Linked DNA regions of Sus scrofa: all the other regions are linked to region 1. The links are chromatin contacts, called in public Hi-C and promoter capture Hi-C maps. All regions are on one chromosome and are shown on one strand. The core of a region is the stretch at or near the end of the contact, and the rest is flanking DNA. Distances in the headings are between cores, read along the strand shown. Region 1 holds the start of ELMO2 (engulfment and cell motility protein 2). Region 2 holds the start of PCIF1 (phosphorylated CTD-interacting factor 1). Region 3 holds the start of ZNF335 (zinc finger protein 335). Region 4 holds the start of MMP9 (matrix metallopeptidase 9). Region 5 holds the start of NCOA5 (nuclear receptor coactivator 5). Region 6 holds the start of CD40 (CD40 molecule).

Evidence for each region. Promoter capture Hi-C pulls out the DNA fragments that hold promoters and counts their contacts. Hi-C and Micro-C count contacts between places; a contact is called where the count stands out from the background.
Region 2: a Hi-C map of liver shows a contact between it and region 1, with 8 times the contacts expected there. The contact joins the promoter of PCIF1 here to the promoter of ELMO2 in region 1. A contact is called at or near these places in 2 of 47 Hi-C or Micro-C datasets (liver and skeletal muscle) and 1 of 2 datasets of contacts at active chromatin or transcription factors (alveolar macrophages).
Region 3: a contact with region 1 is called in a promoter capture Hi-C map of liver, with 2.9 times the contacts expected there. The contact joins the promoter of ZNF335 here to the promoter of ELMO2 in region 1. A contact is called at or near these places in 2 of 5 promoter capture datasets (fetal skeletal muscle and liver), 2 of 47 Hi-C or Micro-C datasets (embryonic fibroblasts and heart right ventricle) and 2 of 2 datasets of contacts at active chromatin or transcription factors (alveolar macrophages and skeletal muscle).
Region 4: a contact with region 1 is called in a Hi-C map of embryonic fibroblasts, with 2.6 times the contacts expected there. The contact joins the promoter of MMP9 here to the promoter of ELMO2 in region 1. A contact is called at or near these places in 7 of 47 Hi-C or Micro-C datasets (adipocytes, alveolar macrophages, blood and 4 more) and 1 of 2 datasets of contacts at active chromatin or transcription factors (alveolar macrophages).
Region 5: a contact with region 1 is called in a Hi-C map of skeletal muscle, with 2.9 times the contacts expected there. The contact joins the promoter of NCOA5 here to the promoter of ELMO2 in region 1. A contact is called at or near these places in 1 of 5 promoter capture datasets (liver), 4 of 47 Hi-C or Micro-C datasets (embryonic fibroblasts, heart right ventricle, liver and 1 more) and 2 of 2 datasets of contacts at active chromatin or transcription factors (alveolar macrophages and skeletal muscle).
Region 6: a contact with region 1 is called in a Hi-C map of retroperitoneal adipose tissue, with 1.6 times the contacts expected there. The contact joins the promoter of CD40 here to the promoter of ELMO2 in region 1. A contact is called at or near these places in 1 of 5 promoter capture datasets (liver), 12 of 47 Hi-C or Micro-C datasets (alveolar macrophages, brain, embryonic fibroblasts and 8 more) and 2 of 2 datasets of contacts at active chromatin or transcription factors (alveolar macrophages and skeletal muscle).

The regions. Positions count from the first base shown.
Region 1 is chr17:48,565,798-48,570,286 of Sscrofa11.1, forward strand. ELMO2 (engulfment and cell motility protein 2) reads right to left here and starts at 1,865. Exons shown (of 21, transcript XM_021078300.1): 1 at 1,780-1,865.
Region 2 is chr17:48,118,495-48,122,983 of Sscrofa11.1, forward strand. It overlaps PCIF1 (phosphorylated CTD-interacting factor 1), which reads left to right and starts at 1,769. Exons shown (of 16, transcript XM_021077371.1): 1 at 1,769-2,218; 2 at 4,108-4,281.
Region 3 is chr17:48,151,248-48,155,736 of Sscrofa11.1, forward strand. ZNF335 (zinc finger protein 335) reads right to left here and starts at 2,004. Exons shown (of 27, transcript XM_021077367.1): 1 at 1,863-2,004; 2 at 933-1,183. The coding sequence starts at 1,133.
Region 4 is chr17:48,177,156-48,181,644 of Sscrofa11.1, forward strand. It overlaps MMP9 (matrix metallopeptidase 9), which reads left to right and starts at 2,535. Exons shown (of 13, transcript NM_001038004.1): 1 at 2,535-2,669; 2 at 3,165-3,397; 3 at 3,773-3,921; 4 at 4,213-4,341; 5 at 4,430-4,489. The coding sequence starts at 2,535.
Region 5 is chr17:48,261,632-48,266,120 of Sscrofa11.1, forward strand. It overlaps NCOA5 (nuclear receptor coactivator 5), which reads right to left and starts at 2,318. Exons shown (of 7, transcript XM_021078317.1): 1 at 2,165-2,318.
Region 6 is chr17:48,284,252-48,288,740 of Sscrofa11.1, forward strand. It overlaps CD40 (CD40 molecule), which reads left to right and starts at 1,865. Exons shown (of 9, transcript NM_214194.1): 1 at 1,865-1,915. The coding sequence starts at 1,865. The region is part of intron 1 of LOC106506699 (a long non-coding RNA gene); the gene reads right to left.

The sequences.
Region 1 (4,489 bases), core at 615-3,114:
GGCTAGGGATGAGATCCTAGCCGCAGTTATGACCTGTGCTGCAGCAGCACGGGATCTTTAACCCACTGTGCCAGGCTGGGGATTGAACCCGTGTCCCAGCGTTCCAGGGACACCACCGATCCCATTGCACCACAGCAGGAACTCCTAATAATTTTTAAATTACACGTATTGATTGTATTTCTATTGGTCACCAATGGTCTAGCGCAGAGCCTAGCACGCTTTTTTTTTTTTTTTTTTTTTTTTTGCTTTTCAGGGCAGTATATGGAAGTTCCAGGCTAGGGGTCAAATTGGAGCTGTAACTGCTGGCCTATGCCACAACCACTGCAACGCAGGATCCGAGCTGAGTATACGAGCTGAGTATATGACCTACACCACAGCTCATGGCAACACTGGATCCTTAACCCACTGAACAAGGCCAGGGATCAAACCTGAATCCTCATGGATCCTAGCTGGACTCTTTATAACGGCTAAGCCACAAAGGGAACTCCCTGACACACTTTTTGTGTAGGACCTCAGGGACATGACTCACACGAACACCCTGTTCCTCCTGCCAAAGCCAAGTTTTCCATTCATTTATTTAAAACATATTTACAGTGCCTGGCCCTGTGCAAGATGCTGGAAATACAAGAAGCAAAAGCAGATACTACCTTTTTCCCTGTGAACCTTATTATCTGGTGGAAATAGACAAGCCTATTTTCAGCCATTCAAGGGTTGTGAAGGAGAAGTATACAGGGTGATGAAAGTGGGGAATTCATTTGGTGAGGGAGTCGGGCGCCAGGGATGCCTCCTGAGGAAGTGATACTTGAGTGGAGATTTGAAAGATAAAGAGGAATTTACTGGAGTAAGCCAGGCAGGGAAGATATGCCCCGGAGTAGGAAGACCAAGGGTGAAGACCCTGAGTAGGGCTGGGGCTTGGTATGTAGAAGGAACACGAAAAGGTGAGGAGAGTATTGAGCAAGAGGGGTTGGTAGACTGAGACCAGGGAGGAGAGGTCGGTGGGTTCCCCTCTCCAAGGCTTGGGAGAGGATCCGGGGCTGGCCCTGCAAGAGGTGGAAGAGGCGTAGTTGTAAGCAGCGGAGCGTCCGGATCCGAGCCCTCCGGCCAAGGGGCAAGGCCCTTGCGGATCGGCCAGAGGGCATGTGGGCAGATCTGGTTAAGACGCGGCATCGGTCCGGGTAAGAGGCGAAAGAGGGCTGAACTGACGAGCAAGCAGCGGAGATACAAGTAGACGGACTGGGGTCTACCGAGCCGGGCCGGATAGACCGGGCGGGGTGAAGAGCCTTGTCTATTGAAGGGGGTGGCGACATCGAGAGGATCTGGGCGTCTGGCGCCCGGGGCCACCCAGCCCCAAACACTCTCTGGGCGCCTATCAAGCCCCTTCCCATTCGGTCCCTCTCCCGTCTCCTCCCTCACCGTCTCGTCGCACTCCGCGTTCCACCCACCCACCCTCCTCCTCCCCTACCCCTCGACCCCTACCCGGTCCAGCCCCCGCCCCTCGAGGCCTGGCCTGCCCTCTTCCCCACCCGTAGACCCTTCCCTGTCGGGGACCCAGTGCCCCTCAGGTCCGGGGGACCTAGCTGGGCCGCGACCCCTCTGGGGCCTGTCGTACCGGCGCGGTGCAGCCCAGGCCCGCCCTCTCCAGCCCCTCGGTCCCCTGGGCAGAAGCAGGCCGCAGCTCTCCGCCCGCTTCCCGGCCCAGCCTCTCCTCCCTGCGTCCCTCAGGCCAGGCCCCGCTCCGAGGGCGGGAATGCCCGAGCCCCCGGCGCGCCCCTCACTCACCAGAACGCCAACCTAGGCCCAGCTCCCGCAACCGGGTCTCACCGCCGCCGCCGCTCCTCCAGCCTCCGCCCGCCCCACCTTCCCGGGACCCCGCCCCGCGCAGGCCGACCCGGGCTCCTATTGCTCCGCTTCGCCGTCACGCTGAACTCTCCTCCTTCAACTGGGTTGATTGCCTGTCACTCAAAGGAGGGCGGGCCCAGATGCTGAGGGGAAAAGCCGGCGATCCCCGCCCAGCTAGCGGAGGCCTCTTAAAGACATAGGCCTCCTCTGCCGCCCCAGGCTATGGGTTCTGGAGGAATGGGATTTCTCCTCAAATTCAAGAGGCATTACCAGCCCCCCACCCCACCCAAACTTTTCTTTTGGCACTGCCTGGGTTCCTTGTGATAAATCAGAGCTTTTGAGGGCTCAGCTGTCCTCTGGTGGCACTAAGCCCTGTGCCCGGCGGGCATGTAACGCACTCATCAGTGGGATAACTGTGGCTTGAAGAACTGAGTGGGAAGTGACAGTCATGTCAGAGGCTGTGAGCAGCCGCGGCTGCTCACCACCGAGTTGGAGCTAATTATACCGGCACCCAGGGCTGACCGTGGGCGCTGAGCAGAGGCAGAGGGGTACAGCTCAGCTGTACTGTTGGTAGGGACCCGTGGGAGGTGGTATTCGTCACTGCACCTGCAGATCGGAACAAGGCCAGGCACTGCGCCAGGGCCTCGCGCTCGCTCGTGCTATCTCCATTTACACTCACAGCAACTCTGATGTAGGTATTACGCTGATCCTCTGATGGCAGACTTAGTGATGGGCTGAGCAAGATGCCAGCCTGTGCCTGTTTGATTCTAAAGTTTATGCTTTAACCTTTTTTTGGTCTCACAGATCCTTACAACCACAATGGATGGTGGGTATTTTGTTGCCTCTTTTACCGACCCTCAGCTGGAGAGGCTAAATAAGGAAACTCTTACCCAGCAAAGAAACTAAATGACAGCTCCCATTTAGATGGTGCTTCTGTCAGGAAAGCATCAGAAAAGCAGTTTTACATATGTTGTTTCATTTGATCCTCAAAATATCTTCGAAGTGAAGATGATTCTTATTAGTCCTATTTTACTGGTGAATACAGTGATGCTCAGGGAGGGTGAGGTTTAGGAATAGATAACATTGCCACTGCCCTTGCAGAAGTCATCAGTTTATTTTCCATAAATGACCATTGGAAATACTTTTGGCCATACAACCTCTGTCAAAACTATTCAGCTGTGCTGTTATAGCCTGAAAGCAGCCACAGACTATATGTAAGCCAATGCGTGTGGCTGGATTCCAATGCAACTTTATTTACAAAAATAGGCAGTGGCCTGTGGCTATAATTTGTCCACTCTTAGTCTACAGGGCTGTGGATACAAAAGTGTTTAATAGACTTTTGCTTTGTGGGATTCTCACAGCAACCTTGTTATTATTCACACTTTGTTTTTCTTTGTACAGCCTCATCTGTGGCACATGGAAGCTCCTGGTCTAGGGGCTGAATCGGAGCTGCAGCTGCCACAGCCACAGCAACACTGGATTCCAGCCACATCTGCAACTTACACTGGATCCTCGACCCACTGAGTGAGACCTGGGATCTAAGCTGCATCCTCACAGAGACAATGTTGAGTTCTTAACCTGCTGAGCCACAGTAGGAACTTCTAGTCATACTTTAAAATTTTTATTTTATTGTAAAACAAGGAATTTTACTTTACTGTTCAAAAAAATGTCTTTCTTTTCTTGCCTGTGCCCATGGCATATGAAAATTCCAGGGCCAGGGATTGAACTGGTGGCACAGCAGCAACCTGAATCACTACAGTGATAACTCGGGATCTTTAACCCACTGCGCCACCAGGAGAACTCCCATACTTTTAAAAATTATTATTAAGGTATTATTGTTGCTGATGATCATCCTCATCCTTTTACAAAGGAGGAGTCAAAAGCTTGCAAAGCTTAGGCTTTTTACTCGAGGTCAATTCAGGAACTTGAACTCAGGTCCAGCTTTCCTCACTCCCAATTTCATCTTCTGTCTACAAAAGTGGATTATGGGAAGGCATGAGCATTCCACCTTGGTCTAGCAGATCTTTTTCTTGCCCCATTGCAAGATAACAGGCCAAGTTCATTTTACCTTTCCCAGGCTCCAGTGGTAACTCCTGTAGTTCCCCTTTTTGGGAACGTTCTCCCACTCCTTCCTGCCTTCCCAATTACTGCAGCCCAGGAACACCTCCCTCCCTAAGCCCCCAGGGTGCTTCTACCCAGCACTTTTATTACTGAGAATAGCATCTGCTTGGAAACAGGCTCCACGTGGGCAGTGACTTACTTCTGTGGAGTCTGCTAGCGGCCCTCCAAAGCCCTTTCTCCTGGCCTTCCACACTCACATGGCTGCCTGGCTTAAGCTTCTCTTCCCAGCCTCACTTAAAGCTAAGATTGGCTGGGTGAGTTCTTGCCAGTGGAAGGGACGTGTGAAACTGCAGGCAAGGCCTTTAGTCAGTGGGCCCGCCTCCTCCCTGCTCTTTCTCACCGGCTGTGTCCAGCTTTGACCTTGGATAATGATGATGATGTGTGGGGGATGATGGCACCATCACATACAAAGTAAATGATCATAAAGCTACCTGTTGACTCAAGGTACTTTTAGGCCCCTTCATACTCTTACATGAAAGAGAAGTAATCTTTGTTCTTTAAGCCACTGATTTTTCTAGGGGGTGTGGGG
Region 2 (4,489 bases), core at 519-3,018, 450 kb before region 1:
GAACTCCAAGAATAGGTAACGATTGCTGTATACCCTTTACACTCCAATGGAAGGAACTAGATGGCAAGCCTGTAAAACTGGGCATTCTGTAGGTCTAGAGTGACCATATAATTTATTGTTCAAACCACTGCCCTTTTGAGAAAGGAGGCAATATTAATAATTATGTCGGGGAGTTCCCATTGTGGCTCAGTGGTAATGAACCCAACTAGTATCCACGAGGTTGCAGGTTCAATCACTGGCTTCACTCGGTGGGTTAAGGATCCTGCATTGCTGTGACTGTGGTGTAGGCCAGCAGCTGCAGCTCCAATTCAACCCCTAGCCTGGGAACCTCCCTATGCCACACCTGTGGAGAAAAAATGTATGCCAGCACAACAGACATAAATCAAGACTGTCCTGGGCAAAGCAGGGCATGCAGTCCCCCAGTGTCAGTCTGAAGTGGGGACCTGGATCTGATTTCCTGTCAAGCCTCTCAGGTGAACAGTTTTCACTGTGAGGGCAGGATCACTGCACATCCCGTGCCTTTATGGAGCTGGTTTATTTCTAGAAGGTTCAGATCTACTTGGAGCAATTTCCCCAACCCCATGAGGTGATAATAGCTAACATGTATTAGTGCCAGATACAGTCCTGAGTACTCGGCAGTTAATTCACACCAAGCCTTTATGAGGTAGGCGGATTTGTGGTCTGTTAGAGGAAATGAAAACTTAGATGTCAAGCAGCTCCTTCAAGGCCACACATCTAGGGTGGAGGAGCAAGAGTTTGATCCCCGTTAGACTGATGGGAACCCTAGTTCTGTTCACAATACTGCCTCGGTTTTGTTTTGTTTTTTTCCCCTACTGTCCACACCTGCGGCATATGCAAGTTCCCAGGCTAGGGGTCCAATCAGGGCTAGCTACCAGCCCACCCTACAGCCTCAGCAACACCAGATATGGGCCCCATCCACGACCTTCTTTAGCTTGCAGCAACACTGGATTCTTAACCCACTGAGTAAGGCCAAGGATTGAATCTGCATCCTCGCATATATTAGCCCGGGTCTTAACCCACTGAGCCACGGGTTTTGTTGGCACTCCCGTTACCCCACCAAGTTGCATGGACCAGGCATCAGGGACACCCGGGGAGGCCCAGTTGGGGTAACTGCAGCCTCTGGCTCCACGTGGGAAGCACAAGGCGAACAGCAGGTGGCAAGCTTGTCTTCCTTCCTCTCAGGCTTTCTTCTTCTCAAGCTTTCACTGGGAGGTGAGTTTACTGGGGAGACCAGGAGTGGAGCTAGTGAGTACTCTGCCAGACCTTACCAAAGAATCCGGCAGGCCGCTGGGCACGGGGCACCTAGTGACTGCCAGTCTCCTGCTAGGCTAACTTTTGTGGCCGGTTTGAGGTCTCAGAGAGGTTTTGTGCTGCAACTAGCAACCACTGATGTCAGAGTTAGAAAGTCCTCTGATGCATTTAGCTTATTACAATTTCCTAACTTTACCAAAAGCTTTGTTACATGTCTCCCACATATGGTTGTTTTGAATTTCTTCTACGCAGGGGCTCTTAAAACTTGTGCAGCCTTATTACGGGAGAAGGTTCGATGTGCATGCAGCTTGGGTATGGGAAAAGGTTGGAAAACATTCTTTCTGAACCGAGAACCAGAGAGGGCAAGCGATCGGCCGGAGGCAGCAGAGCCGTGCGGGAGCTAGGACCCAGGTTCCTCCATAGGTACAGAGCCTACGTCATCAGGACTCCGCCCTGAGGGAGGTATCTGGGCCGAGCCCCCCGCAGGTTCCAAACCCACCCCACGCCCCCTGGTGCGCACACTCAATCCGACGCAGCCAGCGCACCGCCCACCCAGGTCCGCTAGCACCAGTGGGTGTGCTCGCGGGGGAAACTGAGGCAAGGAGCGTGCTTGTGAGTGCGTTCCTTCCTCAGTCCACGCCTCAGGGCCCGCGAAGCTGCCCTCCTCCACCCTAGACCTGCATGAAACAGCAGGGAAGAACGGAAGGAAGGGGAGGGGGGCCCAAAGCGAGCAGGGTCCAAGGAGCTGGCCGGTCCTGCCACACTCAAGATGGCGGAGCGGCAGCGGCGAGGTCCCTCAGAGGCGGTACCAGCGCATGCGCAGCGCGGAGTCCCGGCCCGGGACACAAGATGGCGGCAGCGGCGCTGGGGAGGGCGAGGCGGAGGCGGCAAAACGGGCGGTCGAGCAGAACGTGTAACCGCGTCCCCTCGAGTCCGCTACGGGCAGGTAAGAGCCCCAGGAAGCCATGGTCCCGTCGCGAGCCGCGCCAGGGTCCGGGAGTCCGAAGCCAGGCGGCGGTGGCCCCGCCGGCGCTTTCCACTCCTGGCTACCGCTTGCCCCGTCTCTGCCGCCGCCGCCATCTTAGGCCCAAGGGTGGGCGGTCGGGCCGGTGGCCTGGATGAGGGAGTTCGGTCCGGAGAGCGCGGGCGGAGCAGCCTCTAGGGCCCCTCCGCTGCTGCCGCCGCCACCGCCTTTGTGTCGGGCTCCGACTCTGAGTCGCCTCAGCCCGGGGGCGGGAGCGCGCGGCGGGGCGGGGGGCGGAGCCGGGAGATGGGCCGGCGCGCGCGCGCCGAAAGAGCCCGCCCCCCCGGGGGGGTGGGAGGGAAAAGGTGCGCGCGCTAGGGGTCGCGCCTCCCCTCAGCGCGCGCCCCCGCGCCTGCGCACTTTGCGAGGCCTTTGACTCCTCCCTACTGGGTTGGAGTATTCTGATTGGTGCGTTACTGAAATGATCCCGCCTCATCTTTCTCCAATCCTGGACTCAGGCTCTTTTCTTTCTGGTGGGTTCTTTGGTTGCGCAGATACAGTTGTTTATCCTAAAGCTGGTCGGCAAATTGCGGTACGCGTGGGATTAATAAAGACGTTATTTTAGTAATAGTCGTTATCTCTTAGAGTGTACAGTATGCTAGGCTCTACGTATAGAGACTGTAGAGGTTGAGTGATTCTGGTTTATAAATTGGAAAATGGCAGAAGGGTCTGGAACCCGGTTGTGTTCAAACCCAGAACTGGTACTTTGGCTGCTGACCTGCTGCATCCACATCACCTGGGAAATTAAAAAAAAAAACTCCTTAGTCATTAAAAAAAATTGGCAAAGACTTAAAATGATGTGAAGAAATTAATCATCTGGTCTCTCAGTCTCACTCCTGTGGCGCATTTTAAAAAATGCAAATTCTTGTGTATCTCCCCTCCCCATCTCTGACTCCTAAGATGTGGAATGAGGGACAGGAATCCGAGGTTGTTTAACACGTTCCCTGATGGTTCTGATGCACAGAGCTGGCTTTGGGAACACTGCAGTGTCCCAGTTTGGCCTCACTAAGGAATGCAGCTTGTGCCGCCTCTGCATAGTTCATCTGCCTGCTGCATCAGTATCTCACAGTGTTTCTTATGGAAAATATTTTTTCAATAAAGGTGAACTTGCTCCGTTATATAACACTTTTCATGCATTGTTATTTTTTAAAATTGAAAACCTGATTCACATGTGTTTTTCACTCACTCTGGGTGGCTTGGAACTGTGCCCACCTTGAAACTGTATGTTTGTTCACTTTTCTCTTGTCATGGGGTACCTTAGCAAGATCAGCAACACAATTTGTAGGGTCAAGTGTGCAAGGTGAGAGTGTGGACCCCTCGTTAAAAAAGGTATTAAAAATTTGAAGACAGGGAATTGTCTGATGGCCTAGCGGGTTGTGGCTCCTGCGTTCTCAGCGCTGTGGCTCTGGTTGCTGCTGTGCGGTGTAGGTTCAATCCCTGGCCCCGGAATTCCCACATGTTGCCTGTGTGGCAAAAAAGAAAAAAAAAAAAAATCCCACAAAAAACAAGAGAGGACCTGAAGTAAATGTTGCAACTCTCATTTAAAAAAAAAAAAAATTGAAGACAGTGACAGCAGAGCATTAAACCTCCTCAACGTGGGGCTCTGTGGGACTGTGCAGGCTGCAGGTCTGTGAAGGTGAACCTGTTGGTTGGGAAGCTTGGGAACTACCGTTTCCTCTCCCGAATCCCCAGATCTCCCACAGTGTGTCCTTGGGGCTCCCGACGTGCTCTGTGTCAGTGGCCATCTTGTTGCCCCCGATCTGCACCATTTCACAGGTCTGCGACTCTCTTTTCTTCTCTTTGCTCTGCAGTTGCTGATGCAAGAAATCCCCTGGGCCCCCGTCCACTCCACTGCTGACCAGCCCACCCGCCTGCGCTGAGCTTTCCTGCAGGCCTTCCCACTGCCTCTGTGGGACCCTGTGACGTGGGGGTCCATCCGGCTGGAGAAGAAAATCCTCTCATGCTAGCATTGCAGACCCCAGAGGGTGAGAGAAAGTGAGACCTCGTTCAGCCTTGAGACCGGTGGGCCCAGCCCCAAGGCATCAGGAATTCCTCCTCCCCAGAGAACCAAGGCAGCTCCCTTGGTCAGTGGTTCCAAACCTTTTCGTTATCCTGGCCCCCTTTTGTTGTATGTAAGTTTTCTTGCTCCCTGTACTTTTATCCGCCAAACTGTGCAAAGTAACCATTCATTTT
Region 3 (4,489 bases), core at 754-3,253, 410 kb before region 1:
ACATGCTAGGTCCATTTCTGCTGAATCAAAATCCCTGGGCCCTAAAGTGAAGGCTATTGCTGTGTTGCTCTATAATGCAATGTCCTGAAAATGATCACCACCTTGCAGACACTGACCACGATAGTAGCTGATACTTAGCGACTGCTTACCATGCACTGACCACTGTGTTCACTGTTTAGCATGTATCGAGTCATTTAATCCTCAATAAAACCCTATTGAAGAAGGTATATTTCTTTTTTTAAATGTTTTTATTGCTATTTCCCCAGTACGATTTTTTCCCTACTGTACAGGAAGGTGACCCAGTTACACATACATGTATACATTCTTTTTTCTCACATTATCATGCCCCAACCATTAGTGACTAGACATAGTTCCCAGTGCTACACAGCAGGAGAAGAAGGTATATTTCTTCTTCCCACCCTACAGATGAGAAAACTGACAGCTGAAAGTTGGGTTGCCTGCCCAAGATTACAGAACTAGGAGGTGGAAGAACCGGGAGACTATTTTACAAGGTGTTTCCAAGAAAATGTGTGGTAGGAGCTTGCAACAGAGCACTCTCAGCAGCAGGCATTTCTGCTCCGTTTTACAGGAAGAAAACTGAGGCTCAAAGAGGTCTCCCAGTGAATCAGAGGTAGAGCCAAGACTTGAACTAGGTTTCACCTGCATCTCTAAGAGTGAGGAGAGTGGGTAGTGCAGGAGCTCAGCCCGCAGTCTAGATCTGAATCCTGGCTCTGTGCCTCAGTTTCTTTCTCTGTGAGATGTGGGAAAGACTGATATATGCCTTACAAGGTATGAGAGCCAAAAGAGAAAATTCAAGCCAGGGGCTTGGCACGGTGTCTGGCTCACAACAAACCATAAACAAATATTGGTTATAAGCAAGCCTTGCTGGCTTCCCCTTGGAAGCTGCTGCCTCCCCCCAACGCCGGCCATACCAGAGAGCTGCTACCGCGGTCCGAGCTCTGACCCACGCGGGAGTCGTCGGCCTCCGCCGGCCCCGGGGCGGCCGCCGCGTCGCTGCTGTCGGCCGACACGGCTTCCGAGGTGCCCACACCCAAGCCGCTCTCAGAGGGCTCTTCGGGCTGGCCAGGCCCAGGGGCCGCGTCGCTACTGCTCTCCACCTCGTTCTCTTCCATTGGTTCCGGGGGAGGCCTGACAGGAGGGCGCAGGATCTGGGGCCTTCACTCTGCGAGAAGCGGTGACGGGGGCTGGAACAGGTGGGCCTCCTCCTCGGCCCCGGCCATCGCGGCCCACCCAGCTGCACCCATGCGCCCATTTCGCAGATGCAGAGACCGAGTAGCCGGCGGGGCGGGGCTTTCTAGTGTACCGCGAGGGGAGCTTCGGGAAAACAGAACCAGGAAGCCTTGCTTCCCCGTCTCGGGCTCCTTCCCCATCCCCGGGAGGGTCGTCAATGGCGGGTAATCTTGACCCTTTTCTCCTCCCCTCCATGATTCCAGCAGAGTGGTTCACTCTACGGGGCCCGATCAGGCTCAGTGGTTCAGCCCTTTGGTCCCCCAAGTCCCCCCGGGGGAAGGGTCGGTGGTACAGCCCGCAGGCCCCCTGGGTCAGCAGCTTGCTCCCCCCCTCCCCTGGTTCGCGTGCGGAGGGGGCTGACAGCGACGGTCCCGGGGCCTGGAGACTCGGGGCTGTCCCCGGCGCTGCCTGCGCTCCAGGCCCGACGCCATCTTGTGGTGGCGCCGAGTTTCCGCTCAGGCAAGTCCGAGAGCAACTAAAGGGCCTGGGACCCCGGGGCCCTGTTCGGACAGCCCCGCCGGGCTCGGCACCTCGCTGCCGGGTATCCCCGCATTGTGGCCTCACTTCACGGAAGGGTGCAGTGGGGCGACCTGACTCTACCCGACGCTCACCTGACGCTTCCGTAACCGCGTTCCTCCCCGACTCCGGCATCGACGAGGTCGCCATCCTCTTTCCCCCGTTGCGGAGGGACCCATCGGTGTATTGCAGGCCGGAACTACTTCCTACGCCGGCCCGGAGAAAGACAGGCTTCCAGTGTGCTGGAAGGTGGTTCCGAGGCCTCAAAAGTATACTAGAGCCCTAAGAGAATGTAGAATTTTTTATAGCGCTTAGTACCGGTGGTGGAGTCAGCTATGGTTTGGGGACTACTTTCTCTCGCGGCGGATGAATACCTAGGAGTTGTGTGACGTCATCCCTGGGTCCCTTCCTTGGGCCGCAGGGCTGGGCGCGGCTAAGGCTGGCCCCACTTCCGGGGGCGTGACTCCCAGTGGCCTGTCCACGCCCTTCCCGGAACAGTCCGAATGGAGTGCGACTGGCTTGGCGGGAGGGAGGTATCTGTTATGCGTCCTTTCGCCTGGCTTTTAACCAATTACTTTGCATTCTCATCGTACCCAATCAAATCTTTCCCGATTAGGTTTGACGTGTCCTGGGAGGAGGGGAGCGTATAATCCTGGTTTTACAAATGGGGAAACTGAGGCCCCGAGATGGGAGGTGGCTGGTCCAAAGTCACATCAAGTATAGGGATTCTGAATGCAAACCCGAATGGCCAGAGTTGGAGAAATGGAGATGAGTGAGTGCCTGGCCCTTCTTGAGCTTTGGACACAGATTTGTTACATAATAGAGATGGAGGTCAAGCTACCTCCACAGCCCTTCTCTGCTCAATATATGTAGATGTATTTAGAAGTCTGCAGCTTTTCAGAAAGGTACGACTTTCCCCTTCTGATGCTTGAAATGCCACCTTTGGCAGTACCCTCTGTTTAAGCCTTTTTCGCATTTTGCTCAGGAGACTGGTTCTCCGGTTTGTCCCAGAGTCTTGTTGCATAAGTTGTTTTCATCAATTGAAAAATACAAATGGGGAAGGGGGCGGTGGGAGAAATCTAAACCCCTGCAAAGAAAACCTGCTTAAAAAGACAGGGTGTTTCAGCTATTATGGTTTGTTGTACTGAGTATGAGGGGGTTTCCCTGGTCTTTTCCTAGGAGCAGGTTTTGGTAGGAGGAAGACAGCATGAGGCCTCTGGATTGGCTCTGCCCACTCGCAACCACTACCCCCCATTCAGCAGTTCCAGGCTCCCAGAGCAGCCCTAGAGAGCTGGATAAACAAGGGCATGATAGCAGGTTGGTTTGCTCCCCACTAGGCAGTTTTTCCAATCTGATTCCTCAGTCCTACAGAGCCACCTCCAATCCCCATTCCACGCCACTGGGATGTATCCTGCCAAGCGACCTCCCTCAAGGACATCCGGGTACTGAGGAGTACCTCCACAGCACCTATTCCATTCCCAACCCAACGAAGGCACAGTCCTAACCTTGGCCTTTGCCACCAAATCATAAGGTTGCAGAATGTCATGATATAGAAAATAACCGCCTCATCAAGGAGCTCAAGACCAGAGAGTGAAAGCTCATGGCCTAAGGTCTTAATGCCTTGAAACAAATATCGCAGTTCTTCCATTACAAAGGCAAGCAAGCCAACCTGGTTTGTTGACTGCTGTTCCAGGGTTCTTCCCACCAGAATATGTAGTTTGTAGTTCTGGCCTCAGCTTTGATGGGGAGACTTCTAGAAGCAGTGAAGGAGCTCCGGGTCAGAAGGACGTTCAAGTGGACCGTTGAGAAAAATGCTGAGGAGAAGAGCCAAGTGGGAAGAAGGCGGGAGAGCACTTTCCGTGAGCCCTACCCCATGCCAGGCACTGCGCATGTGCTTTGCTGCATCACAGTACCTTAAGGAAGCAGGGGCTGTTACAGTCTTCCATGGCAGAGGAGGAAGCTGAGACTCAGAGGAGGGGACATGACTTGTCCAAGGTCACACAGCCTAGAGGATAGTGCTGGGATATGGACCCAGGTCTGTCTGATTCTAAAGCCCCAAGCAGTTTAAATACCATGTGAAGGATGCCTCGTAACTATGGTTACTTAAAATACTCTGTACCGGAGTTCCCGTTGTGGTGCAGTGGTTAACGAATCCGACTAGGAACCATGAGGTTGCAGGTTAGGTCCCTGCCCGGGTTCGGTCCCTGACCTTGCTCAGTGGGTTAACGATCCTGCGTTGCCGTGACCTGTGGTGTAGGTTGCAGATGCGGCTCGGATCCTGCGTTGCTGTGCCTCTGGCGTAGGCTGGGAGATACAGCTCCGATTAGACCCCTAGCCTGGGAACCTCCATATGCTGCAGGAAGCAGCCCAAAGAAATAGCAAAAAAAAAAAAAAAAAAAAAAAAAAAACAAACAAAAAAAACTCTGTACCACTGTTTTTCTTTTTTCTTTTTCTTTTCCTTTCCTCCTTCCTTCCGTCCTCCCTTCCTTCCTGTACCTGAGGCTTGTGGAAGTTCCCTGGCCAGGGATGGAACCCACGCCACAGCAGCAACCCGAGCTACAGCACTGACAATGCTGGATCCTTTACACTATGCCACCAGGGAACTCTACAGTCACTGTTTTAAGCACTTTCCCTACATTAATTTAGTCACAACTACTCTGAGGTAGTTGCCATTATCATCTCCGTTTTATCTTTTTTCTGGTCTCTTTGTCTTTTAGGGCTG
Region 4 (4,489 bases), core at 1,285-3,784, 390 kb before region 1:
GAGTAGGTGGTCTTTAAAGGTTTGAGGATCGTCGTCAATGGTAGGCGTATGTGATATAAGGTTTGGACCCTTTTCATAGAAAAATCGACAGATATCAATGGTTCTCAGCTGGGGGTGACTGTCCCTCTCCTGCCTGCCCAGGGAACATTTAGTAAGGTTTGGCAACGTTTCTGGTTGTCACAACTGGCAGGGGGAGGTGCTACTGGCATGGGGTAGAGGCTGGGGATTCTCCTAGCCCTCCAATAGGCAAAGGACAGCCGCTCAAAACAGAATTATCTGGCCCCAAACATCAATACCATTGACCTTGAGAAATGCAACATATATATATACAGAGATAGGGCATTTTGGACAACTGATGGCAAGTGGGGGGGGGGTCATGGATTCTCCTAAAGTCCATGTCTGCTACCAGATAAGCCTCCCTTGGATTGGAGGGTCTCTTTGTTTCCATTGCTAAAATCATATCGCTCTATAAGCCCAGACTCTCAAGTCTGGAGTATGGTTCCCTTGGGTCCTCTGTCCTAACCTCTGATTTCCCCAAGACCTGAACTTCCTCTCTGATCCTCAGTGGGTGCAGAGGATTAAGGGAGAAGGGTTTCAGGTTTACGTTTCCCCTCCCCCACCCATCCCTCCTGCTCCCCTCCAATCCCTGGTCATTTCAGTTCCCTGTAAATGGTGATAAAGATGAAAAGCTTGTGAACCAGGTAGCCTTAGGTTTGAGGCCTAATCCTGAGTACTCACTCACTGTGTGATCACAGCCAAGTTCCTTAACTACTCTGAGCCTCAGTTTTTGCCTCTGAAAATGGGAGGGGTACTCACTGAACCTACCTCACAGAGCGGGGTTGGGGGGGGAATGAAATGAGATGCTTATAGGGAACTTATCACAGCTGTCAACACAGTCCGTCGCAAAAAATCCGTTATTATTATTATGGTTCAGAGATGAAGTGACTTACCCAGGGTCACGGAGCTGGGACCAATAACCAGAACTGTGTGACTCCAAAGCAGATGCTCATTAATTTGTGAGCTCTAGAGCTTCAGGGTTTTGTTTTGCCTTTTTTTTTTTTTTTAAAATTTTTTTGGCCACACCCATAACATGCAGAAGCTCCTGGATTAGTGATTGAACCAGCACCATAGCAGTGACCGAAGCTGCTGCAGTGACACTGCCTGATCCTTAACCTGACGTGCCACGGAAGAACCCCTAGAGCTTCAATTTTCTTGTAAAGGAGGTTAACTGTCTCTGTCTCACAGACTCATTTATTAGATAAGCATATAAAGTGCCTAGCACATACTAGCCCTTTATATACAGCTTGTTGAACTGCTGTTGTTGTCCTTCCCAAACAACGGGCTTTGAACAAGGCAAATACAGATCCTGCCTCACACTGGAAAGAAGGGAGGGAGGATGCTGGTTATTGGCATAAGAGGTGATTATCGGAGCTGGAGTTTGTGCTGTTCTGGAGAGAGAAGTTCTGGAGAAGTGAAAGGGCTTCCATAGATCATTCCGCAAGGCCCCCCGCTATTTTGCAGTTCAAGAGTCCAAAGCCCAGAGAGGTTAAGGCATTTACTCTAGGTCACACAGCATATTAGAATCCAAGACTCCGGTCTCCTGATTCCAAGTCAGAATCATGACCTTGGCCCAGACAATTAAAAGCGATCACAGCCATTTCTAGAATACTTGCAACATACATGGTACTAAGTATTTGATGTGTCTGATCTCATTTTATCTTCACATCAATTTAAGGACAAAGGGTCCTTTTCTTTTCTCCCCAGCTGAGGAAACAAACTCTAAGTGGTGACATTTGCCCAAGACACTGGAGCCATGTCTGTTGGCTTCCAGACGCCACAAACTCCCCCTTTACTATCCTGAAGGGCTCAGCCTGTTGATGAACGGGGGTTGTCCCCATGAAATTCCCCAGGTCCTGCCCAGCAGAGCCCAGTCCTTCTGCCCCAGGTGGCGCAGGGAGAGGAAGCTGAGTCAAGGATGGCTTCCTGGGAGTAGAGAGGACAGAGCCTGGGAGTGTGGGGAGGGGCCCTCAGATGGAGGGGGTCTGATCAGGAAGGGGGATCATTAGGTTCAGAAAGAGGCCCACAGGGACTCTTCCATGCCTCTCCCTTGGGCTGACCACCTGGGGCCGTCAGATGAAGCTCAAGCCCTCCAGCCTTGCCTCCCCGCCTTCCCTTTCATGCAGTTCTTACAAGCTCTGCAGTTTGCAAAACCCAATCCTTCCCCTATGGGCCTGTGGTTTCCTGTGGGTCTGGGGTCCTGCCTGACTCGGCAATGGGGACTGTGGGCAGGGTGGGGGGAAAAGGAGGTGGTGTAAGCCCTTTCTTTGCCTTCTCATGCTCGGACTGCCCAACACACACACACACACACACACACACACACACACACACACACACTAACACACACACTCACTCCGCATCCCCTGAGTCAGCTCTCCCCTAAGCCTGGCGGGGAGGGGCGGGGTCACTGATTCAGTGACAGTGCCTCTTTAAAGCCCCCACAAGGGCAGCTGCAGTCAGACACTGCTACCCTCACGATGAGCCCCTGGCAGCCCTTGGTCCTGGTGCTCCTGGTGCTGGGCTGCTCTGCCGCCCCCAAACCACGCCAGCCCACCTTTGTGGTCTTCCCGGGAGACCTACGAACCAATCTCAGCGACAGGCAGCTGGCAGAGGTATGCACCCGCCCCAGGCTAGGGTTGGGAAGGACTGGCCAAGAGACCCAGCAAGGGCTTGGTGTCTCTGAGGAGACACTTTAGGGCATGTTGGTGGGTAATGGGCATGTCCAGAGAACAGAGGTGTCCAGGATCAGGCACAGGGAGCCTCTAGGCAGTGATTCCCAGGAATGGGCTAATGAGGGTTTCCTAGATGGGCAGTGGTGACAGGGCACTGGAGGAGTTTGGGATGGGCATGGGCTAGGGGTGAACAGGGGTAAATCCTAGGGGGCCCTGAAGTAGGCATGGCCAGGGGCATGGAGGTAGAAAGGTGCTGAGAATGTCTACAGGGAGGCGAGGGTCCCCAGTGGGCACAGGCACTGGTACCCCGGGTACCAAGTCCTGGATACCGTGCCTGTGTTTCTGGTCCCCGAGAGCCTGGAGGGATAGAGTCCTGGCCCAGGGAGCAGAGAAACGGCTCAGGGCTCTGGGATGTCTCCGCCCGTCCATCCACAGGAATATCTGTACCGCTATGGCTACACTCAAGTGGCCGAGATGACCGACAGAAAGCAGTCCCTGGAACCGGCTCTAAAGCTTCTCCAGCAGCGCCTGTCCCTGCCGCAGACTGGCGAGCTGGACACCACCACCCTGAATGCCATGCGTGCCCCGCGCTGCGGCGTCCCGGACCTGGGCAAATTCCAGACCTTTGAGGGCGACCTCAAGTGGCACCACCACGACATCACCTACTGGTGCGCAACCCGGCCCGCTGCGGGAGAACGGGGCTTGGCAGGGAGAGGGGAGAGGCCGGTCCCGCGCGCCGCCCGGCGGTGAACACGTCCGGTCCTAGGCCAATCCCTAGGTTTCCCTAAATGCGCCGCCTGGGGCGAGCGGCTCCACCTCTGAGCCTCCGTTTCCTCGTCGGGGAAATGGACCCCGCATTTTGAGTCCTCCTGCCAGGGCCGCTGTGAATGTACAAGGAGAAAAATACGTCTGAAAGTCCTTTACAGACGAAAGCGTGGAGCGTAGGGATCGTTGCCCATCTTAAGTCGCTGAGACATGGGGTGTCTGCGGTGCCCCGGCTCCCGCCCCTCACTTCTGACCTCTAACGTGCCTTTCCCCCGCAGGATCCAAAACTACTCGGAAGACTTGCCGCGCGATGTGATTGACGACGCCTTTGCCCGCGCCTTCGCGCTCTGGAGCGAGGTGACGCCGCTCAATTTCACTCGCGTATACGGCCCCAACGCCGACATCGTTATCCAGTTTGGTGTTAAGGGTGAGATCGCGAGAAAGGGAAAGCCAGGAGGGTCTGCGACGGGGACAGGGGACGGAGGACCACGGAAAGAGTAGAGAGGGCCCTGAACTGGACTTCCCGTGCCTGTCTCCGCAGTCCTGGCTGCCTCTCGCCCTATGGCACCCCCTCCCGCCTAACACCGCGCAGCGCTGGGACGCAAGTCTCCGCGGCCCGTGGTCGGGATTTCAGCCCGCACTCGGCCCAGCGCCCTTGGGCAGCGCACAACCTGCGCAACTACACGCGGCTAACTCTCTTCTCCACCTGCGTCTTCAGAGCACGGAGATGGGTATCCCTTCGATGGGAAGGACGGGCTCCTGGCACACGCCTTCCCTCCTGGCCCGGGCATTCAAGGAGACGCCCACTTCGACGATGAAGAGTTGTGGTCTCTGGGCAAAGGCGTCGGTGAGTTCCCGAGCCGCCCTAGCCCCCATTCCCTTCTTCTTTCAGGCGCACCACCAGTCTCCCTGACCCCTCTCCCTCTTTGCTGTAGTGGTTCCGACCTACTTCGGAAACGCAAAAGGCGCAGCCTGCCACTTCCCCTTCACCTTCG
Region 5 (4,489 bases), core at 1,068-3,567, 300 kb before region 1:
ATGGTTTCTAGCCGGATTTGTTAACCACTGCGCCATGACCGGAACTCCCTATCCTTAGCTTTTGAGCACTGGTGATAAGGCTCCATTTGCTAAAGTTCTGAAACTAACTGGAGCAAAATAAAATTCTCACTCTCTGCACAGGCCTGCTGCTTAGAATTGTGAGGAAAATTACCTTAGTCTTTTGTAAGTTCTACATTGTGTTCATACAAAGTAACTCCAAGGAATAGGGGATTTTTTACTCAGCCTTGGAGGGGAGAAAAAAAACCCTTGAATGGCCTGAGCTGACTTCTGACTTTTCTCTCGATGAATTAAAGTAAATCTGGGGGGAGGGGGAAGAGTTCTCTAGTGGTGAAGAGGGTTAAGAATCTGTCGTTGTCACTGAAGCAGCCTGGGTTGCTGCTGTAGTGCAGGTTCTACCCCTGGCTGGGGAAGTTCTATCTGCCGTGGGCACGGCCATAAATTTGCTCTCTCACACACAAAAACAGAGCTTAAATACAAAAGACTGTTAACTGATGAATAACCTGTCAATGCCTTTTTCAAAGTGTGATGTTCACAGGCGTGCGCCACTGGGTCTTCCACTGGGTCTTCTCCAACACATTCTACAAGGAAAAATCACTGTTTCTATGTTTTAGGTTAAAAGATTGTGTCAGAGGTTTCAAAGACTATCTGGAAGGTGACAGATGAACTAAAAGAAAGGCAAAGAAACCAGAACGATGGAACAGATGTCAACATATAACCAAGTGATCTCCAGCACTCCAACGCAAAGCTTGGGCTTTACTGTTTCAGAAAAGTCAACGTGAAAGTTAGTTTTCACACCCAGACTGACTCATACAGAAAACATTAAATCGAGAGTTGTCAAAAACCCAAACTGCTCCATCGGCGTTTGCAGACACATCTTTTTAAACTGTCAGGTAACTATGACACCACAAGGCTGCAAGAACAGAGGAAGCACATCAGGGTGCCCTTGAGCGCACAGTTCCTGCAGTTCTCTGGGACTATCCCGCCTTAAGTCAATAATGAGGAGAGTTTACAACGACAAGGCTTAGAATATTAATTACTACCCCCCCAGATCCTGAGACATTTCATGAAATCTGCTATGCCTCAGGGAGAAATTCTGTGCACAAAGCTAGACAGAAGGATCATAATTAACCCCATACTCCTAGAGCAGCGTTTCCCAAAGCGTGGAACGCAGAATAATTTCAGGAGGAACAAGGACGCACCGTTTATTTTTAACAGATAAGTATTTATTTTTCAATGACCATTGTACGGTTGGTGATTTACGTTTCCACCTTAAACACACATTAAAACGGAGGGGGAAAAAGAAGTCAGCTTAAAGAAAAAAAGTAACATTTGGTAAATAAATAGCAGTACACATGAATACACGGACATAAAAGTGCAACGCGAGAGACTGAAATCGGGGTAACGTCGTCCTTAAAAAAAAAAAAAAAAAAAAAAAAAAAAAGCCCCCGGCGGGTTGCCTGGGTGCGGAAAGTGCTCGGGGTCCGGAGACGGAGGGTCAGCAAGCTGGGACGCTGGCTCGGTCGCTAGTTGCCAGGGTAACCTCGGGCCCGATTTCTTTCCCCGTTTTCTGGGCGCAGGTCCGTATTATAAAATGGGTGGGTGGGGTCACATAACAACGAGACGTCTCGAGGATGCTGTCAGGGGGCCGCGAGGCGGCGACGATGGGGGACGGAGCACTCGGTTCGCCGCCCCGCGCCGCGCGCCCCGGAGAACGCCCGGTGAGGCCGGCGCCTCGGCCCTGGTTCGAATCCCGACTGCGCCACCGACTCGCCGACGACCCGCAGGCGAACGACTTCGCATTTCGAGAAGGTGGCGCGGAGTGTGCAGCCCTAGCCTACAGAAGAGCCTGGACGACTATTACCGGCGGGTCGCGCACAAACTGGCGGCAGCGGTGCGGCGCCACGGCCCAGAGTCCACCACCGGCCGCCCTGGCAGGCCGGGCCTGCGCCGGACCGGAGCCAAAGGAGGCCGCGCCCCGTACAGGGCATGCGCAGCCCCGCGCGCACCCGGAGAGGAGCCGAGACCGTGGCCGCGCGTCGAGCGGGCCCTCCCGCCTCAGCGTCCCCATCCGGCCCCGACCCCCTCAACCGCCTGCCCGTCAGCCCCACGCCTCGGCGGACGGCTACTGCTTCCCCGCACTCACCGCTACCAGCGCGGCGGGCTCCCGGCCGCTCCTTCGCCTCAGGCCCGCCGCTGCCGCCTCCGCTTCAGCCCACCTGCCCGCCGTAGGACAAAGGCGCCACCAACCGACCGGCGCGGGCACGAGGCAATGGCGGCCGGGGCGGAGAGTGGGGGCAGAGGGCGCGCACGCAGCGGCAGGCGCGGCAATGTCGCAAGAGCGCTCAGGTTTGCGGCAAGGCTGGAGCATCGATCTCCTTAGCAATGAGGGCGGGGAAGTGGGTTGGGCGGCAGTTGGAGAAGCGTGGGGTTGCTTAGTAACGGCGTCCCCGGCTGAAGCTGGGTCCCAGGCCCGGTTCCCTATATCCTAAAAGGGCTTCGCCTTTCTTTTTATATTCAGGGTGCCGCCTTTCCTAACTGTAGAAACAGATCCTTTGAATCCTAGAATACTTTGGAGTCGCCTCACATAAACCTCAATACCTACAGATGTTTGTATTGGGGACTAGTTTATACATTCCTATAACTTCTGGATCACAAGGAGCAGAAAGGTAGAGAAAATGTTTTAAGTTAACGTTTAAGTAGGCTGTGTTTCCTGTTAGTTTCACTGACAAGAGGCAAAAAGCTTCTGGTGATATTCTTGACTTCCTTCTGGAATATTCATTCAATGTCAAAATAAATTTACCAGAATGTAGTTGTTGACTGTGAAGCACATAAAATGTTGTATTGTTTATTTAATCTGTAGAATATATGTGTCACAGGGAATGGAGTTTGCTCACCCAATTGTAAATACACTCTATTAATCACAGTGATGGCTATATGAATCAGGTAGGCTTATTTTTATTAGTTAGGAAATGTCCCAGACCCCATGGGGTCTCATTTTTCTCCTTGTGAGGAGTGCATGCAAAATAAAAATGGTGGCTGTGGAATATGAACACTATGGGAAATAAGATTTCTTTGACACTAACTCATATGCTCTTTCCTTCACTGATTTTCAATCTGAATGTTTATTATACACCTCCTAGGTGGCTCTAGGATTTATTATACACCTATTTGCTAGGCAATAGCATGAGCAAATGCAGACCCATCCCTGCTATCTTGGAGATTACTGTCTAGCAGAAAGATAGAGTTAGGCGGATAATCACACTTGAGTACAAACAAAAATAGCTGAAGGAGAGAAATTGAGAGGCACTCTATTGTCTACTTTTTCTCCTTGTGAATAGTGCAGGATGTGTCTGATCCTATCAGCAGATATGCTTGACCTTTGGATCCTCATAATTCATCACGGCACCTGGGAAAATGGAAGCTGTCTGGTTTCCCACCTCTGCTGAGAGGTTCTGAAGGCAGAGAGGGATTCCTACTCCCAGAGATTTTCCCTTTACTTTATCCCAGTTGTTAGCTCGCTCTAGGTGAGAAGTCTCATGATTTTGTGGATTCACTTGCTTTCCTGATATCCTTTTGTGGGTCAGGTTAAAAAACCACACTTGAGGAGTTCCTGTCCTGGCTCAGTGGGTAACGAATCCAACTAGGAACCATGAGTTTGCAGGTTTAATCCCTGGCCTCACTCAGTGGATTAAGGATCTGGTGTTGCCATGAACTGTGGTGTAGGTCGCAGACATGGCTCGGATCCCATGTTGCTGTGGCTGTGGCGAAGGCCAGTGGCTATGGCTCCGATTCCACCCCTAGCCTGGGAACCTCCATATGCTGCGAGTGTGGCCCTAGAAAAGACAAAAACAAAAAACAAACAAACAAAAAACCACACTTGATGTATGAAATAGATAAACAACAAAGACCTACTGTATAGCACAGGGAACTATATTCAATATTTTTTAGTAACCTATATGAGAAAAGAATCTGAAAAAAATATATACATACATGCATGTGTGTGTATATAACTGAATCACTTTCCACTACCCCTGAATCCAACACAACATTGTAGGAGTTCCCGTTGTGCCACAGTGGAAACAAATCTGACTAGTAACCATGAGGTTGTGAATTTGATCCCTGGCCTCTCTCAGTGGGTTAAGGATCTGGCCTTGTGGTGAGCTGTGGTGTAGGTTGCAGACATGGCTCGGATCCGGTGTTGCTGTGGCTGTGGTGTAGGCCGGCGGCTACAGCTCCGATTCAACCCCTAGCCTGGGAACCTATATATGCTGCGGGTGCAGCCCTAAAAAGAAAAAAAATAAAAAGATGCCAGTAACCAACACAACATTGTAAATCAACTATACTTCAATAAAAAAACAAAGACAAATACTACACTTGATTCAGTTCAGACTCTTATGTTTCTTTCCTTGGTTACTCTTTTTTGGTGCTTATACCATAAAGATGTATGCTTTCATTGTTTGGTTGAATT
Region 6 (4,489 bases), core at 615-3,114, 280 kb before region 1:
TACTGAACCTACTCATTTATTCATTCAGCAGATGCGTATTGGTGCCCAGGACTGGGATAGATTCTGTCCTGCCCTCAAAGAGCTCGAAGTCAAACGGGGCCAGGCAGATGGGGTGACAGTCCAGCAGGCTAATGCTGTGAGTGCACAGTAGGGGGCAGGGGCTAAGGGGGGGTAGAATATCTACCTCTGTCTCAGGCAGGGAGTTAAGAGGAGGTGAAATTTAAAGGGGTTCCAGGAAGGGAGAAGGAAAGAAGGCAACAGCAAGACACAGTAAGAAAAAAAATTGTGTGTTTGGAAAATGGGGAGAAGGCGAGTATGGCTGAAGCCAGTGTTCATGGGAGGACATGGCAGGGTGTGAGTGTGGGGAGAGAGGGTGAGGCTGAGTGGAGACCAGCCACGCTGTGTCAGGAGGACTTTGGAGCATCCTGAGGGCATAGGAGAGTACAAAGAGGTTTCTAAAGTTTGAAGTGCCTCATCAGACCAGATCTTACAAATAGGACTGCAACAGTGCACCCAGAGAGAGAGAGAGAGAGAGAGAGAGAGAGAGAGAGAGAGAGAGAGAGACAGGCAAGAAGGGGGAAGAGGGAGGGAGAGGTAGAAAGAGAGGGAGGAAGCTGTCTGGAACATAGCAGAAGCTGAACAAATGCTTACTGAATGAATGAGGCTGCCGGGACAGCAGGGGTGAAAGATGCTGACTCAGAATTCTGGTAATAGCAAAGGGGATAGAAAAGAAGGGATGGATTCCAGAGGTAGAATCTACACATCTGCAAATGTGCCCTTTGCAGTAGCAGCCCTCTCCTCTCCCATCCTCTCTGGTCCTGTGTAGTGTGTTCTTTTGGCCCGGCCCAGAAATTCAAAGCTTGGAGGGCCACCACCCCAAATGCTATCTAGTTCAAACTCCTCAGGTTTCATTGAAGAAAGCTGAGGCTCAAGGAAATGCATCCCATCAGAGGCAGAGCCTAGACCAGAACCCAGGTGTTTCCTGCTGCAGAGCAGAGTGAGTTAACACTGGTTCAAGAAACGGCTTGGAGAGCCTGAACCAGGGAAATAACAGGTACAAGGGTGTATGTGTTTCTGCAGAACTAGGGGATCCTCAGTCTTCTAAGATTCTCAAAGGGTCCTACCATCCCACAGAAGGCTGGTCTACTCTAAGTGACTGTCTCCAGACGGCAGATGGGAACTGGGAGGGAATAGACTCTGATAGGGATTGCATGGATGGATGGATGGATGGGGAGGCTGGGACGCTGAGCCCACGCGAGGGAATTTCCTTTGAAAGAGAGTGAAACTGTAAGCTGGGAAACTCTTTTCCTTGAAATGCCTCCCCAGCCCTCCTCCCACGCCCCAGCTGTGGCCTTCCCGTTTTCTGGGAACTTCCTCAGGCCTCTCCATCCACGCGGTGGGGGACGTTTTTCGGTTCTGTCGGGATTGCCAGAGGCGGCGGGGAAGAACCGCGGGGAGTTTTCCCAACACCCGGAGGGATCTCTCTTCCCTCCCCTCGGCCCCCCCCCAGCTCCGCCCAGGAAGCAGGCTGCCTCCTGGCTCACCTAAGCTTGGCCTTCGTAGTCCCAGGGGGGCGAGGAGCCCCAAGAAGGGGCTTTTCCTGGACCATACGTCCCCCTTCTCCCCAACTCCCGCCAAAGCGCGTCCCTAAACTCCCGAGGGAATTAGACCACTTGGGAATGTCCTAGGGGAAATCCCGGGGAGGGGCAAGGCCGGGAACTCCGCCCCCCGCCAGGGAGGCTGGTCGCGATTGGTTCCCGAAGACCCCGCCCCTTTCCTGGGAGGTCCGTGGACTGGGACAGGGGAACTGGTAGAGGCCCAGTCCCCGCGGCCTCTGCACTGGCTGCCTGGTTTACGCCTCGCCATGGTTCGTCTGCCTCTGAAGTGTCTCCTCTGGGGCTGCTTTTTGACCGCCGTAAGTTGAATTTCTGTTCCAACCAGAGGCGGGAATTTGAGATTTGAGAGTAGGGAATGGGAAGAGAAGTGAGACTTTGCGGAGGGGAACTTCCTAGCTGATTTGGGGGGTGCGGGGCAGCTGGGTGGAAGCTGGGTAAGGTACACGGGGTCCTGGCTGAATGGGGTGGGCTGCCTCTCTCTCCTCCCAGGCAGAGGGGTCTCAGGTAGCCCACAGAGAGCGCATGGTGGGGTCACTGTAGGAAACTTGCCTAGCCGGCGGCGATGGGGCTGCGGTTTGGGGAACCTGAAGCTTTATCTGGTCAGACTAGAGTCCTGGAGTAGGGGTCTGCCGGGGGCTGGCCACAACGAGACACGACACCGCCACACGAGACACAGGACGGGTTTCCGAAGTGGGGAGGGAGCCCAGCCAAGGGAAAGGGTTGGTCTGGCCAGTTTCCTGTCTCTTTCCTATTGTGGACAGATGCCAGCCTCTGTGAGTGGTTATCACCTCCTGGCCAGCTGGGGCTGCCTTCTTTTAGGGCATCTTGTGGGAACAAGGGATGAATGCAGAGGCCCAGGTGCTTCTTTGAGAAGCCTAGGAGCTTTTAACACTCCCACCTCCAGCCCCAAATCCTGAGTGATCTGACTTAGGAGGGATATCTAAGGCTGTGTTTCTGCCTCCTGAGTTTAAGATGACATAGGAGACTCTGGGGGAAATGAACAGTTTATGGGAACACGAAAGGGTTAGAAGCCCAGTGGGGGTTTCTCTAGGCACCAGAAAGGCTCGGATATGCCCAACCAAGCATATCTCCGGAATTTTCAGAGGCCCACACTTGACTCGCTTTTAGTTTAAATGTATTTTTGTAGTTCCTCATTTTGGAGGCCGGGAATCCCCCCAGTACCTGACACTCTCATTCCAGCCCCTTCGGTCTCCCCCTAACTTTCAAGGGCTGTAGTTTCTGGCATGAAGGCAGAACAGGAATGACCCATGAAGTAGGGGGTTGGCAGCCAGGGAAGAGAGGGGAGGCTGCTTTGGTCTCAGTGCTTTCATGTTCACTCTAAGCAATGGCTCTCAGGGAGAAAGGAGGCAGGAAGAGGGCTCATGGAGAAGAAGCGGAGGAAACGCCGGGGGAGATAGGATGAAGCGTGGTCTGGGCTTCTCAAGAGCAAACTCCCAGTTATAGCTCCAGGTTGAGATGAAGCTCAGCAACAGCTGGAGCTATTTATGGAGCGTTTCCTGGGTGTCAGGCTCTGAGCAAAATGCTTTACTCTCTGTCTGACTTCTTTCAACTCCCCCATTATACAGATGGGCACACTGAGGCTCAGAGAGAGACAATGTCTTGCCCAAATTCTTATAGCTAGGTGGAAACTGCATGTAAATCTTCATCTGCCTGATTCCTGAGCCTGCCTCTCAGATGGTGAGAGTCTCCAAACCTTGGTCCTGAGCTACTTGGTGTCAGAAGGACTGAAGCTGTGAAGTGGGAACTGGGGATTGACAGATTTTCAGAGGAGGAGCTAAATTTCTCATGTGTTTGAACATGGCATAAAGGACTTTCATGGTTCTGGGAGCGTGGTGGGAACATCCACAGAGTTGCACAGAGAATATATATAGGCTAGCGTGCTGTGATGCGATGGTGGGGGCAGTAGCCTTTTCTGTTTCCTTCCTCATTTGGGGTAAGATGTATTTCCTCAAGTCATTTGCCCACCCACCTGAATGACAGCCACCCATGAGGCAGGATCCTGTACAACCAGCCAGTTAGCCAGGGTGCTAGGCATCCAAGTGAATACTGGTATATATGTATGCTAATTAAAACTGCCATTTAGGAGTTCCCACTGTGGTGCAGTGGGTTAGAAATCTAGCTGCAGCAGCTCGGGTCACTGGGGAGGTGGGGGTTCCATCCCCTGCCCTGCGCAGTAGGTCTCAGCTGCGAGGCAGATTCAATCCCTTGCCCAGGAACTTCCACATGCTGCGGGTCGGCCGTAAAAAACAAAAACAAAAAATAAAAACACCTGCCATTTAATGAACACCTATTATTGTGTTCCAGAGCCTATGCCAGGCCATATATATCAATTCTTTCTCATTTTCACAAACCAATCTTTGGGGTGAGTAGTGTTATTCCCATTTGAGAGATGTAGAAACTGAAGCCAAGAGAGGCAAAATAAATGTTGCAAAGTCATGATTGGAGCCTTAAGCTGTTTAACTGTTACACTGCTCTTTTCACTGGCTTTTCCCAAAGCATGGGCTGATTTTAGGGAGCACGTGGACAGAGAACTGACAACACAGATTCACTTTACAGTTCTGTTTAAAATCCTTTTCAGTTTTTCAAGGAGGAAGTCTTTGGAGCTAGAATATGGTTAATATCTTTCAAATGCCTACTAATCTTCCTTCTTAAACAAAAATCAGGAGCAGGCCTAAGGTGGAAGGGTGTCAGCAGGCCAAGGAACTAGTTGGGGTTTAATGGCATTATTTCGTTTCTGTTGAATTTATTTTTAGGGTTGCCTTTTACTTATGAGAAGTGATACTGGTTTTTCTCTTGTGGCAATGATATGAGGTTTACATTGAAAATAAATGTATTTAGGGAGTTCCCGTCAT